Regions from separate parts of the Mus musculus genome. Here regions 2 and 3 are each linked to region 1. The links are chromatin contacts, called in public promoter capture Hi-C maps. All regions are on one chromosome and are shown on one strand. Each heading gives the region's core, a stretch centred on a gene start, on an enhancer-like site or on the middle of the called end of the contact. The rest is flanking DNA. Distances are from core to core; before and after follow the strand shown.

Region 1 (3,987 bases), core at 415-2,914:
GAAAAATCACATGGCAGTTGGGTTGGTTTGTACGTGAACACAGACATAGATGCAAAGACTGTGGTCTGGTATACACACACCATGCCAGTTGCTTTGGTGGGAGACAGGGACTAGGAGAAGCAGTTAGCTGTATTTACACTGCATTTTACTGAGCATGCAATCAGTCATGAGTCGCTTGACAGTTTAAACAGTGGCCACCTACAAAACCAGTCTAATTGGCTTTGCAGTGGTCGACTGTGTTTATTTCCCAGTCATTTAGCATCAGGCAGATTGCCTGTAGACGAGTCGGCGACATCTTCTATGTAGAACCATTTGCTTCCGCTGTTATGGGGCAAAACCAGCCTCACGACTTTGTGTTTTAGTACGACTTTATTGATTAAAAAAAAAAATAGCTGATGGGCCAGATTTGGCCCATGAGCTATAACTTGGTGATCCCAGTTTAGATTACATTTATTATATAAATAAAGCATTTTTAAGCAAGTATTTTTGTGTATTCAAAAAAGTCTATTAATGAACAGGGTAAGCCAGGCTTCAGAGGCCTTACTTGGAATACTTTAGACTCTGGCCAAGTCATTAGAGACCAAGGATTCCTCTCAGTGTAGATAATTCAGCCACTTTTCATCTGTGTGGTGGTCCTTTGCCTTCCCGGCAGCAATGAAAAACAGTCATGCACGTGCAAGGGACAATGCCACACCTGAAGCACAGAGGGAAGGTTTGGTGGCCTTGAAGGCATCTCCTAAGGTAGCTCCTGGATGTGGAGGAGCCTTAAAGCCATGTCTCTAGCCTGCGCCTCGGGCTGTTGTATGGAGCAGAGATGGGACCTAGGGTACTGAACATAACGGGAATGACTCTGACAAACAGAGTCTAAAGCCGACCACTGTACACGGATATAGTGTGTACTGAGACACCGCTAATGAGAATGTGAGGCCTCGTGACCATCCTGCCGCTGTCTATGTCCCCGGGGGCTGCCAGCACTAACCTGACAAGCTCTGGGAGCCAGTGCTAATAGTTCCTGATTCTCATGGTCTTCAGCAGCGGTGTTTCCTAGGTCAGGGACTCCAACCCTGTCACAGAAGGGGCTCGGCTGCCTATCTAATGCCCGATGTCACATACACAAGGCTTCTGTTGTGATGCTTCCTGGCAACACAAGTGTAGGCCAGGTAGCAGAGCACCTTGGCTCCACAACTGTCTTCATGCTTTGTTTGACCCAGGAAGGAGAAGAGGAGAGAAAAAGGTGTCATTGTCCTCCATACTCCTTCACATTGCTGACCTCCGACCTCATTTGTATCCCCCTCAGCCTTCTGTTCAGAGGCAGAGGGCATCTGACTCTTAGAAAGAGAAAGAAGGAAAGATCATACCTGTCTGGGGGCCACTGCTTTTGTTGGATTTCCCCCTTGGGGTCCACCTTGAAGAATCAGGAACGATGGTTCTGCCCAGAGCTCAGCACACCTGCCGTGGCTACCTGGCTGCACATGGAGATCTCAGCTTAAGTCCTCAGTGTTTCCTATGAGCCAAGGTCAGGCCCCTAGGGAGAGGCTGACCATCCAAGTAGACAAAAGAGCAGTATCTATCCCCGATTCTCACCCTCAGCTAACCTTAGGCTATGTTGTCCACAGGCATAGGAACCATACTTGTTCTTGCCCACAGTACACCCCAGGTCCAATGTAGTAAGGGGCCCCAGTTGGCACTCCCAAGTCCCAAGTCCAGCACCCGAGCTAGCAATGACCAGATTACCGTATTTACTCTTGTTATATCCCCTTCCTATTTTTTTCATAGTTGTCTTCACTGTAAAACATGTAAGGGAGGGGAAGTGTGTTTTAAGTGTTTGCTCTAAGTAATTCTGGGCCAATGTTTGCCTCTCTGAGGGTGATTTTGCCTCTAGAGGTAAAGTGCCTTTGAATCTATAGCTCCTAACACTTTTTTTCCCTAAGTTAATTTCCTGGACAGAAGCAGTTTACGTGAAAGTAAGGAAAAGGCCACACACATGACACTGGCTTGTTGATATGAGAGAGAGGGAGGAAATAGCTTCGAGACAGGTATGACCTTGCAGTTCCAACCACAGGACAGAAAGCTGGCTGGGACTACCAGGAACTGTCTGAGAGTTTTCTCTTCTCTCGGACCCTTCTAGAAGCTTCCTGTCTAGTGGGCTCTGGGGTAGCAGGACATCATCGGGGTGTCCTTGGCCCTGGGGGCTTGCATATCTGGGAAGCCTGACAAGGGACACTTATTTCCACGAGTGGAAGCAGGTCTTTTTTTTTTCTGTACTGAGATGAATGGGCAGGATTCCAGAATGGGCAGGGCACCTCACCAGAAGTCCTGGGGTCACGGGTAAATTATTACAGCTTTTATCATCTCTCGGGGCTCTTCTGGCATACAAAGGTCTCTATTCACCTCTCCTATAAAAATGGCAAGTTATTTACAGCAGAAACAGGGAATCCAGGACAAATGAGGAACTTCCCAAAGGAGAGAAATGCTCTTCGGTTCCTGAGGGATTGTCTGGTCTCTCTTCCTCTGCAGATGCTGTCCTGAGCTCTAGGTGGCATAAGAAGACTGCAGGGCTGCCAGGCATCAACATTTATCTGGGTAGGGCTTTATTTGGAAGCCAGTTTAAACACCCAGTTTGTGGTAGTTACTAAGAACCCCAGACTGGAGGCCCAGAGAGGACCTGAGTCACTCCCACGCATGGCTGGAAAGGAGGAGAAACTGGAGTCCTGACCTCTGCTCAAACTTTCTTCCCCTGCAACCAGCACTAGGAGCTCCTGAACCATCCACCAGAGGCAAGCCTAGGCAGTCAGCGTCCTTGGTCAATTTTATAAAAACATAAACAAAACCATAAATTAAAAAAAAAAAAGAAAAGAAAAAGGAAAACTCAGATAGCCAACTAAATTCATGACACACTAATGGTGCAAGTTCAGGTGAAGCCAAAGGAAGGGAGCAGGGTGGTCCAAGGACCTCCAGGGCACAGAGGTGCCATGGGGTAGACTCAGAGGGGTGATCTCCTCTTTGGTTTTTATTTTTGTTCTGTTGTGGTGGTTGTTTGGGGGGGACATATGCCCTACTTTTCTTTCTGTTCCTGTGATAAATACCATGATCAAAAGCAACTTAGGGGCCGGGTGTGGTGGCACACGCCTTTAATCCTAGCACTCGGGAGGCAGAGGCAGGCGGATTTCTGAGTTCGAGGCCAGCCTGGTCTACAAATGAGTTCCAGGACAGCCAGAGCTACACAGAGAAACCCTGTCCCGAAAAACCAAAAAAAAAAAAAAAAAAAAAAAAAAAAAGCAACTTAGGGGAGGGAAGGTTTATTTAACTTGCTCTTCCAGGACACCATCCATCATTGAGGGAAATCAAATCAGAACTCCAGCAAGGCAAGAACTTGAGGCAGAATCCGTGGAGGAATGCTGCTTACTGGCTTCATCCTCTGGTTTGCTCCTCCTGGGTTACTTGTTTCCCCTGGCTGGCTCCCTCTGGCTTGCTCCCCCTGGCTTGCTCCCTCTGGTTTGTTCAATTTCCCTTGTAATCTTAATATACAATCTGGTTTCTATTCATATCACATATATTTTTCCTCCCCACAATCCCTTTTAAAGTTATCTTCAGAGCTGGTGGGGTAGAACACAAGTTATCTAATAGTGTGTGAGATTGATTTGTAAGTTTTAAATATGTGCAGTTCATCCTCTTTACTCTTACAAAACTCGGGAACAGGCCTGTGTATGAAGAGTAGTTTCCTATTACTGTTAGTTGCTCATTGCTGTGCATCACTGGACAAGACGGGCTCCATTGTGGCGTTTTCATAAGGACTTGAAGTGAATGTATTTTGACCATGATCACTTGCCCCTGAGGAATCCCCTCTCTCTGCACCCTGCTTTCTCTTCTATAATGTGTTCTGTGCAAAATTCGTTTGGAAAAAAACGTGCCATTCAGACCCTGGAGGTCGTTAGCACTGTTTCCGATTCTCTCTGGTTCTCTGGCTTACTGTGAACATTTTTTTTT
Region 2 (3,987 bases), core at 645-3,144, 180 kb after region 1:
ATATGTGTGTGCTCAGATGCTCACAGCAGTCAGAAGAAAGTATTGGATTCCCCAGGAACTAGAGTTAAAGGCACTTGCGAGTCACCCAATATGAGTGCTTGTGTGTTCTGCAAGAGTGAGTTAGGAGTATGTGCTTAACTGCTGAGCCATCTCTTTAGTCCCAAAGGGCTAATCTTTAGATGGTTCAGTCTTGCAAGACCTTCAAAGTAAGCCGGGCGTGGTAGAATATGCCTTTAATCCCAGTCCTCGGGAGGCAGAGGCAGGCGAATTTCTGAGTTCGAGGCCAGCCTGGTCTACAAAGTGAGTTCCAGGACAGCCAGGGCTATACAGAGAAACCCTGTCTCAACCCCCCCCCCCAAAAAAAAGACCTTCAAAGTAGTTCCTCTAACTCGTTATCTTGTAGCAGGGCTAGGGGAGAAAGCTGAGGCTGCTGTAAGCTCAGTCAGATAGGAAAAGGTGGCTCTTACTGAACTAACCATTTCTTAGAAAAAAAACAAACATGAGTTGTGACTGAGAGCGTTAGGCCTGCAGATTTGTTACTCCAGGTTAAAAAGCCCATGATGTCTGGTTAGAAGAAACAAAATAAAATTTTTATGTTGACTATCCAAGTAGTAGTTTGATTGCGTGGCATTAAGGTAATAAGTAGAAAATAATAATGCCAACTATAAATAGGTCAGGAACACATGCAACTTTATTTAAGAACAAGGCCCATTTTAAATTTCCCCTTTGTTTTAGTTTTGGGTTTTGAGATAGGGTCTCACTATGTAGCCTTGGCTGGCTTGGAGTCTAGCCTCAAACTCAGAGAGATTTCACTACCAAGGAATTGTTGTTGTTGTTGTTGTTTACAATGACTTCCTCTGCAACCAAATTCAGGGTTTTCCCTTTTCTGGTAACTATACTCCGTATTCTTCCCTCATTTCTCCCATTTCTCCCAGTATCCCTGGGCATTTTCAGAAGGTTTCCTTGACAGCCTGATTTAAATGAGAGCGTCTTCCTAAATATATCCTGTGTGTCAGGCTCCGTGCTAAGTGGTGTCTTTCCATCCCTTCATCTCTGGAATGCATGGGTTATTAACCTGCCTACAAACCAAGACTAAAAAGCAAGGGAGTGGCCCACAGTCACAGGGCAAATCTCTGTTTAAGAGCTGCTCTTGATAGTCACTGACCCCTGCTCATACAAGCTCGGTGGCACTCAGACTTCCAAAACGAAAGCTCAGGGTATGGACTGGAGTAGAGGAACTGACTGCCACAGGAGAGGGGAGGAGCTAAATTCCTAAAGTCTAAGCATGAGAAGCAAGTGGCAGGAGGTATCCACACTTGACTCTAAGTCTACTTTAGCATCTTGCTGGAGGTCAAATATACAAATGAAATCAACTCCAGGAAGCCTCCTTGTCTCTTTAAAATGCCAGAGTAGCAAGGAATTAATAAAATGTAGTGGTTGTGATTACAGATTAAATACTGTATATTTGATCTGAGTACAAGCCTTTTTTTTTTTTTTTTTTTTTTTTAGAAAATGAGGATTGTAGAGGTTGGGAGGTCCCTTGGGTAGGTCATGGAAAACAAGGCTTTGGAATTTTAGCTACTAAGACATTAGAGGGCCAGACTCGGGAAGTGACTTAGTTGTGTGGTCCTAATGCTAGCTAAGGCAGAAGCTGAGTACCTTCTGATGTCCTTCGCATCTATGACTTTGCACAAATACAACAAATCTTTGGCCGCATGCCCTAACACCACCAGTATCCCTAACAGCAACCGCACAACAGCACAAGGCAGTAAGCAGTCACCAGAGTGCCTGGAATCCTGCCTACCTAGGCATTTTTCTTAAAGATGAAGGCCACTAGAACACAAGGCAGGAAGCTGTGCAAGTCCCGCGCGGTGGAGGCGGCAGCAGCGGCGGCTGCTCTGGTCCCGGAGATGGTGGAGCAGAGGGGCCTCCCGCAGCGACGGGGAGAACGTGTTTGCTGGGCAGCCAAAGATCTATGCCTACATGAGTCCTAACAAGTGCTCTGGAATGCGCTCTCCACTTCAGGAAGAGAACTCGGTTGCCCATCACGAGGTCAAATGCCCGGGGAAACCATTAGCTGGAATCTACAGGAAGCGAGAAAAGGAACGCCAGGAACGTTATCCGAAGCGCTGTGAAGTCAGATGAACAGAAGAGCAAAGACACCAGGAGAGGTCCCCTGGCGCCTTTTTCAAACCAAAAATCCGAAGCAGCAGAACCTCCAAAAACTCCACCCCCATCATGTGACTCTACCAATGTAGCAGTCGCTAAGCAAACCCTGAAAAAGCCCCTCAAGGGCAAGCAGGCCCCTCAGAAAAAGTCTCAAGGGAAAACCCAGCAGAATAGAAAATTCACCGATTTCTACCCTGTGCGGAGGAGCTCCTGGAAGAGCAAAGCTGAGCTGCAGTCTGAAGAAAGGAAGAAAATAGACGAGCTGACTGAGAGCGGGAAGGAAGAAGGCATGAAGATCCATCTAATTGATGGCAAAGGCAGGGGCGGGATCGCTACCAAGCTGTTTTCCCGGAGGATACTTTGTGGTAGAATACCATGGGAACCTCATTGAAATTACCGATGCCAAGAAGCGGGAGGCTCTTGTACGCACAGGACCCCTCCACAGGCTGCTACATGTACTATTTTCAGTATCTGAGCAAAACCTACTGCGTGGATGCCACTCAAGAAACGAACTGCCTGGGGAGACTCATCAATCACAGTAAGTGTGGGAACTGCCAGACCAAACTGCACGACATCGACGGCGTGCCTCACCTCATCCTCATCGCCACCCGAGACATCGCAGCTGGGGAGGAGCTCCTGTACGACTATGGGGACCGAAGCAAGGCCTCCATCGAAGCCTACCCCTGGATGAAGCACTAACCACTTGACCTCCCTGCCTCCCTGCCACCCTGCCTCCTTCAAAGGTCAAAGTGCACTCAAAGGGGAATGAATTTTTTTTTACACACACACACACTTACTCTTAGCAGATTACTTCAAATGTTTTTAAAAAGTATATTAAAGATGCCTTTTCATGTAGTATTTAAATATCTGTTACAGGTTTCCAAGGTGGACTTGAACAGATGGCCTTATATTACAAAAAAAAAAAAAAAAAAAAAAAAAAGAAGAAGAAAAGAAAAGAAAGAAAGAAAGAAAGAAAGAAAGGAAGCAAGAAAGAAAGGAAGAAAGAAAGAAAGGGAAAGGGTGGCTTCGAACTCATTATATAGCCTAGGCTGACATCATACTCTTCCTACTGCAGCCTCCAAAGTATACCTGCCTACTGGTGTGGTCCACCACGCGCGGCTAACCTTACTTTTTTAAGAAGCAAGGGGGCATTGAACATGGACTTAGGGTGATGCATGAGTGCTGAGAACTGGAGGTCCAGGAGAGCGTGACCATGTGAGTGGGCGCATGTGGGCTCCTGTCTGTTTCCAGGTTCTCAGGTTGAAGGGTGGCTTCACACTTGTTCCTTACTAAATAAACAGATAGAAGGAGCCCCGGGTGCTCTTCCAGTCATCAGGAGGAAAGAAAGGGAGGGATGAGAGAGAAGGGGAGAGTGAGGATGGGCTCTGGTGTTGGGGACTGTGACTGCAGATACAGTTCTGCCACAGGGTTGCAAGTTCCCCAAATCTATTTATTTACAAGATAAGATTATAGACATCAATGGTTTCACATTTGTGCTATTGTATCTATCTATCTATCTATCTATCTATCTATCTATCTATCTATCTATCTACCATCTATTTACCTATCATCTTTTTTTTTTTTTTTTTTTTTTTTGAGACAGGGGCTCTCTGCAAGGCCGTGGCTGGCCTGAAACTAGCAATGTAAACCAGGCTGGCCTCAGTCATGGAAATCCACCTGCCTCTGCTTCCTCGGTGATGGAACTAAAGGCCTGCACCACTCAGCCTGGCTGGTGATGGAACTAAAGGCCTGCACCACTCAGCCCGGCTATTTTATTTTCTAGCAGACAGGGTCTTCACTCTATTTTCCAGACTGACC
Region 3 (3,987 bases), core at 582-3,081, 160 kb after region 1:
AGAGTGACACTACAGCTAACTGTTTACAGATGAGGAAATGGAAGCTAAGTTTACATAATCAATAGGTACAGACCATGGAATCCGACCTAGTTCCCTGCCGCCAGAATGCTTCATATTACATGGTCTGGGCCCTGGCCTTAACTTTGGGCTCAGGTAAAGTGATAATGGAAAAACCCAGATGTGTAATGAGGGATGAATGAATGAATGAATGAATTTCCATAAAGTACATAGTGAGCACAACTTTGTGATTATTTTTATTATCCATCTACAACCAATTCTATAAGCAATTTTCCCTTTACCAGCAATATTTAAAAATTTTTAAATGATTTAGTTTTATTTACATATTCTAGTTTATATTCAGTTTTATTTACATACTCTAGTTTTTTGGCTTCACTGGTATCTGTGTGAGGGTGTTGGGCCCCCTGGAACTGGCTCTGTGAGCTGCCATGTGGGTGCTGGGAATTGAACCTGAGCCCCTCTGGAAGAACAGCCAGTGCTCTCAAACTGCTGAGCCATGTCTCCAGCCCCTTGTCTGTCTTCTATATGGTAAAAGTTCTATAGTGCCGGGCTGCAAATGCTATTCCCACCACAAATGAAATCCTTGCTAAAGCCCTGGCTTCCCGGTGTACACATTTTCTACTCTACTCAGGCCAGGGCTCCATGACACCCATTCCGTGTGGTGATTCAGTGTTCCACTGTCTGCCCCCTCCACGCACCCAGCCTCCCCATGAACAGGGGCAAACACTCTTAGGGGCAAAAAGACCTAGCTCACCCCTGCCCTCAGCCCAAGCTCTTCCCATCCACCTGTCTTTCTTCCTCTAACCGCCATTTTAGGTTTAGTTCAAGCCCAGGTACCTCCACCATCCATCTAGTCACACTGCTCAGGTCTAGGGCACAGGCCAGCAGAGACCTGGAGAAGCAGTTAAGGGTAAAGATCTGGCTTTTCCATGCTTGATCCTGATTACATGTGTGTGTGTGTGTGTGTGTGTGTGTGTGTGTGTGTTGTGTGTGTGTGGTGTTGTGTGTGTGTGTTTTATGTATAAATAACGGCTAGGAACTAGAGTTCTGTAGTCTCTTGTGTTAGCTCTGTGACCACTAACAATCCTCTCACGCTGGAGTTTCCCATCTGTTTCCCATCTGTGGGGGAGGAAGGCCTCGTTCTCCGAGGTCCTGTTTTGGCCCAGGTTTTCGAAGCCCTAGCTTTGTTAACCTCTGAGAACTAAGGACTAACGCCCCCACCTTCTCCTCCCAATGCTCCAGGTTCCCTTTTTGAGCTCTCCATGGAAGAGTGTGGGAACCTACGGAGGAAGTAGCCAGTATCTTTTCTCTTTGAAATTCCTTTTCACCTTGGCACATGCATCCATCCTGGCCCAGACCCACCCTTCAGAAGTCATTATTCCTTAACCCACTCTAAACGGGCACAGGTGACAAAGCCATCAAACTATACAATCAAAGCCGAAGTACACTTCGGGATTTCCCATTGGTTTCCTGGCCTGGGTAGAAAGAGGAATAGGGAGAGGGGATGAGGGGAGGGGAGGCCGCGATGCACTCAGGAAAGTCTTGGTGGCCACTTTGAGGACACTGGCCTAGCACCAGTCTGGAGGTGAGAGCGGGACCGAGCGGGTACTAAGGTCAGTAAGAGGAGAGTGGCTCGGGGACTCCTGGCTGTACCTGCTGAGGCGGAGCTGAGAGCGTGGGGCGGGATCGGGGTGGTCCAGAGCCGAGGGCAGGATTGCCCGAGCTGGAGGCGGGGTACCGGGCGCAGGAGTCCTGCTGTGGGCACCCAAGCCAAAAGCCGAACAGGGGCGGAGCCGCGGGCCGGGCGGGTCGCTGGCGCACAGCGGCTTCCGGCGGAGCTGCGTCCTCCCGCGTCCTCCGCACTGGACGGAAGGAGGAAGGGGCGGTGCTGGGGGCGCCCAAGCCTTGCGCATCAGCTCGGGAACCGCTCCGCGCTGCGTGTGGGCCGAGTGGAGTGGTGTCCGGCCAGCCTCGTGCTCGCCCTGCCAGGGTTCTGCCCTGCCAGGGTTCTGCCCCGCGGACCGTTGGACTCCCAGAGCCTGGTACCCACCGCCCAGAGCGGCTTGGGCTCACCGATTCTAACCCTAGTCCGTTCAGCCGTGGTTCTGCGTGCTCTCCACAGAAGGGTTTCAAACGGGAGCTTAGAGGGGAACTCTTAAGGTTCTTTCCCCTAAATTATGACTCTGGATTTGTTAAAACCCTAAGGTGGCAATGGCGGCGTTGAGCCCAGATGTCAGGTTCCGAGAATAAACGTGTGCCAGTGAACACTCCCCCGTACCCTCGACCCAGCTCGGTACAGCCTCGTCTCCGGAAAGGCACAAATCGGGCCTTGTGCTTAAATGGAGTATCTGCTTCTATACAGTGACCCTGACGCACATCAAAGATCCTGCTTTGACTCCTTAGACTTAAGATCAGAACATGTCTGCTCAAAAATTTCAGACCTACTCCCAAGAACTCACATCCCCTCTTCTATGTCTTCAAAACAGAAAAAAAGGAAAGACTTATCTGGGAAGGAAACTTGAACTGAACATTTAACATCTATTAATTTTGGCGTTGGTGACTCTATTCTTGTGTAAATAAATCTATTAATCACAATAATAAAGGAGGTGTTCACGTGGAGTTTAGGGACTTTTATTAAGCAAAAATAAATTGATAAGTCATAGGAAAGTTAATATATTTAATAAATGTGTGTGTGTTGCTTGGAAGGGTAAGCATCAAATTGCAAATAATTAGAAGAGGAACAAGAAGCTTTCCGAGTAAAGAGAGGAATGAAGGAAAATTAAATTTTGATTTATTTTTTGAGACTAGGCTGGTCTCAAACTCGTGATCCTCCTGCCTCTACCTTTAGAATGCTAGAATTTCAGTCTTACAACACCACACCTAGTTTATATCTTTTAGAATATTTTTTCTATATTATATCTAAAGATATTTTAGAGAAAAATAGAAACTAGATGTTACCCCTGATACATATATCAGTCTTTATGGTATGCATATGATTTTAAAACAATGGGGTCATTTTTTAAATAGAATTTTATATCCTTTCTTAAAAACTGGCTTTATCAACTACTAATGTGACTCCAAATGTCCACAAACATTAACACTTCCACAATAAGCCAACTTCTAGTTTGATACAATAAAAAGGGTGAGGCCCTGGGGTCCAGCTGCTCTCTCACCAGATCGCGGTTAAAACTGTTTTAAAAGAGAAAAGATTCACTGAGGATCAGAAAACAGAACAGTCCAAGACAGCTTTGACACTGCATAGACCCAAATGTGTTGAGTGCGGATGACACTGTAACACTATGAGTGTTCTGACTGATAAAGCTTAGGGACCGTGCACTAGCACCCCTGCACACTGACAGGAAGTAGTTCATATGCAGGGTGGGTTGGACTCTCTAACAGAGACTAACAGTGGAACAGCAGCAAGGGCCAAAGGAGAACAGAGCACAGGATAGACCAGAAAACTCCTCAGAATAATAAACGCAGAGAGTGCGGAAACTGGAAAGCCAGGGACGGAGACGTGGAAAGCCAAAAGCAGCTGCTATGTGGTCCATTCAGGAAGACTAAGATGATATCTGAGCAGCTAACTGTATGTCCTCTTGGCTGGACCACAGCACCCAGATTGTTCAAATCTTCCTCCAGATGGGAAGGTATTTTACAGCCGAGATTAGCTTTTATATCAATAAACATGAGGTACAGTGGATTATCCTCCATAATGTGGGCAGGCCTCATTGAATCACTTAAAGATCTTAAGAGAGAGGACTCCCCTCCCCCTGGAAAAAGAGAATTCTGCTAACTGACAGCCTTAGAGGTACAGAAGGAGACTCTACCTCGACACAATGGCAAAAGTAGAATGCACATGTCCTTAAAAATAGTTTACGTCATCAGACGGCACCTCCATGGGAGTATTTGTTCAACTCATCCCATTCTAGTGAGGAAACACAGACCAGTTAAGAGAGTTCCTTGGAGTTT

Evidence for each region. Promoter capture Hi-C pulls out the DNA fragments that hold promoters and counts their contacts.
Region 2: a contact with region 1 is called in a promoter capture Hi-C map of liver, with 6 times the contacts expected there. The contact joins the enhancer-like site here to the promoter of Nr1i2 in region 1. A contact is called at or near these places in 9 of 39 promoter capture datasets (3T3-L1-derived adipocytes, Sertoli cells, cranial neural crest and 4 more), 1 of 15 datasets of contacts at CTCF or cohesin (embryonic stem cells), 9 of 484 Hi-C or Micro-C datasets (the AML12 cell line, adipose-derived mesenchymal stem cells, bone marrow-derived macrophages and 4 more), 13 of 115 datasets of contacts at active chromatin or transcription factors (acute myeloid leukemia, bone marrow-derived macrophages, embryonic midbrain and 5 more) and 3 of 9 other capture datasets (adipose tissue, embryonic stem cells and liver).
Region 3: a promoter capture Hi-C map of liver shows a contact between it and region 1, with 2.3 times the contacts expected there. The contact joins the promoter of Adprh here to the promoter of Nr1i2 in region 1. A contact is called at or near these places in 15 of 39 promoter capture datasets (the 3T3-L1 cell line, 3T3-L1-derived adipocytes, cranial neural crest and 9 more), 3 of 484 Hi-C or Micro-C datasets (embryonic stem cells, liver and nephron progenitors), 6 of 115 datasets of contacts at active chromatin or transcription factors (embryonic stem cells, hepatocytes and pancreatic cancer cells) and 3 of 9 other capture datasets (adipose tissue, liver and pancreatic islet).

What each region holds. Positions count from the first base shown.
Region 1 is chr16:38,293,160-38,297,146 of GRCm38.p6, forward strand. It overlaps Nr1i2 (nuclear receptor subfamily 1, group I, member 2), which reads right to left and starts at 1,665. Exons shown (of 9, transcript NM_010936.3): 1 at 1,359-1,665.
Region 2 is chr16:38,474,662-38,478,648 of GRCm38.p6, forward strand. All of the region lies in intron 2 of Cd80 (CD80 antigen), which reads left to right. It also overlaps the pseudogene Gm8590. Among named protein-coding and RNA genes, the nearest start is that of Gm41453, 6.2 kb to the right of the region's middle. Within about 2 kb of position 1,895, at least 135 of the 459 cell types and tissues checked have an H3K27ac peak or open chromatin away from gene starts, as enhancers often do. A contact at or near this core is called in adipose tissue, bone marrow-derived macrophages, embryonic stem cells and 3 more, where this site is marked.
Region 3 is chr16:38,450,858-38,454,844 of GRCm38.p6, forward strand. Adprh (ADP-ribosylarginine hydrolase) reads right to left here and starts at 1,832. Exons shown (of 4, transcript NM_007414.3): 1 at 1,672-1,832.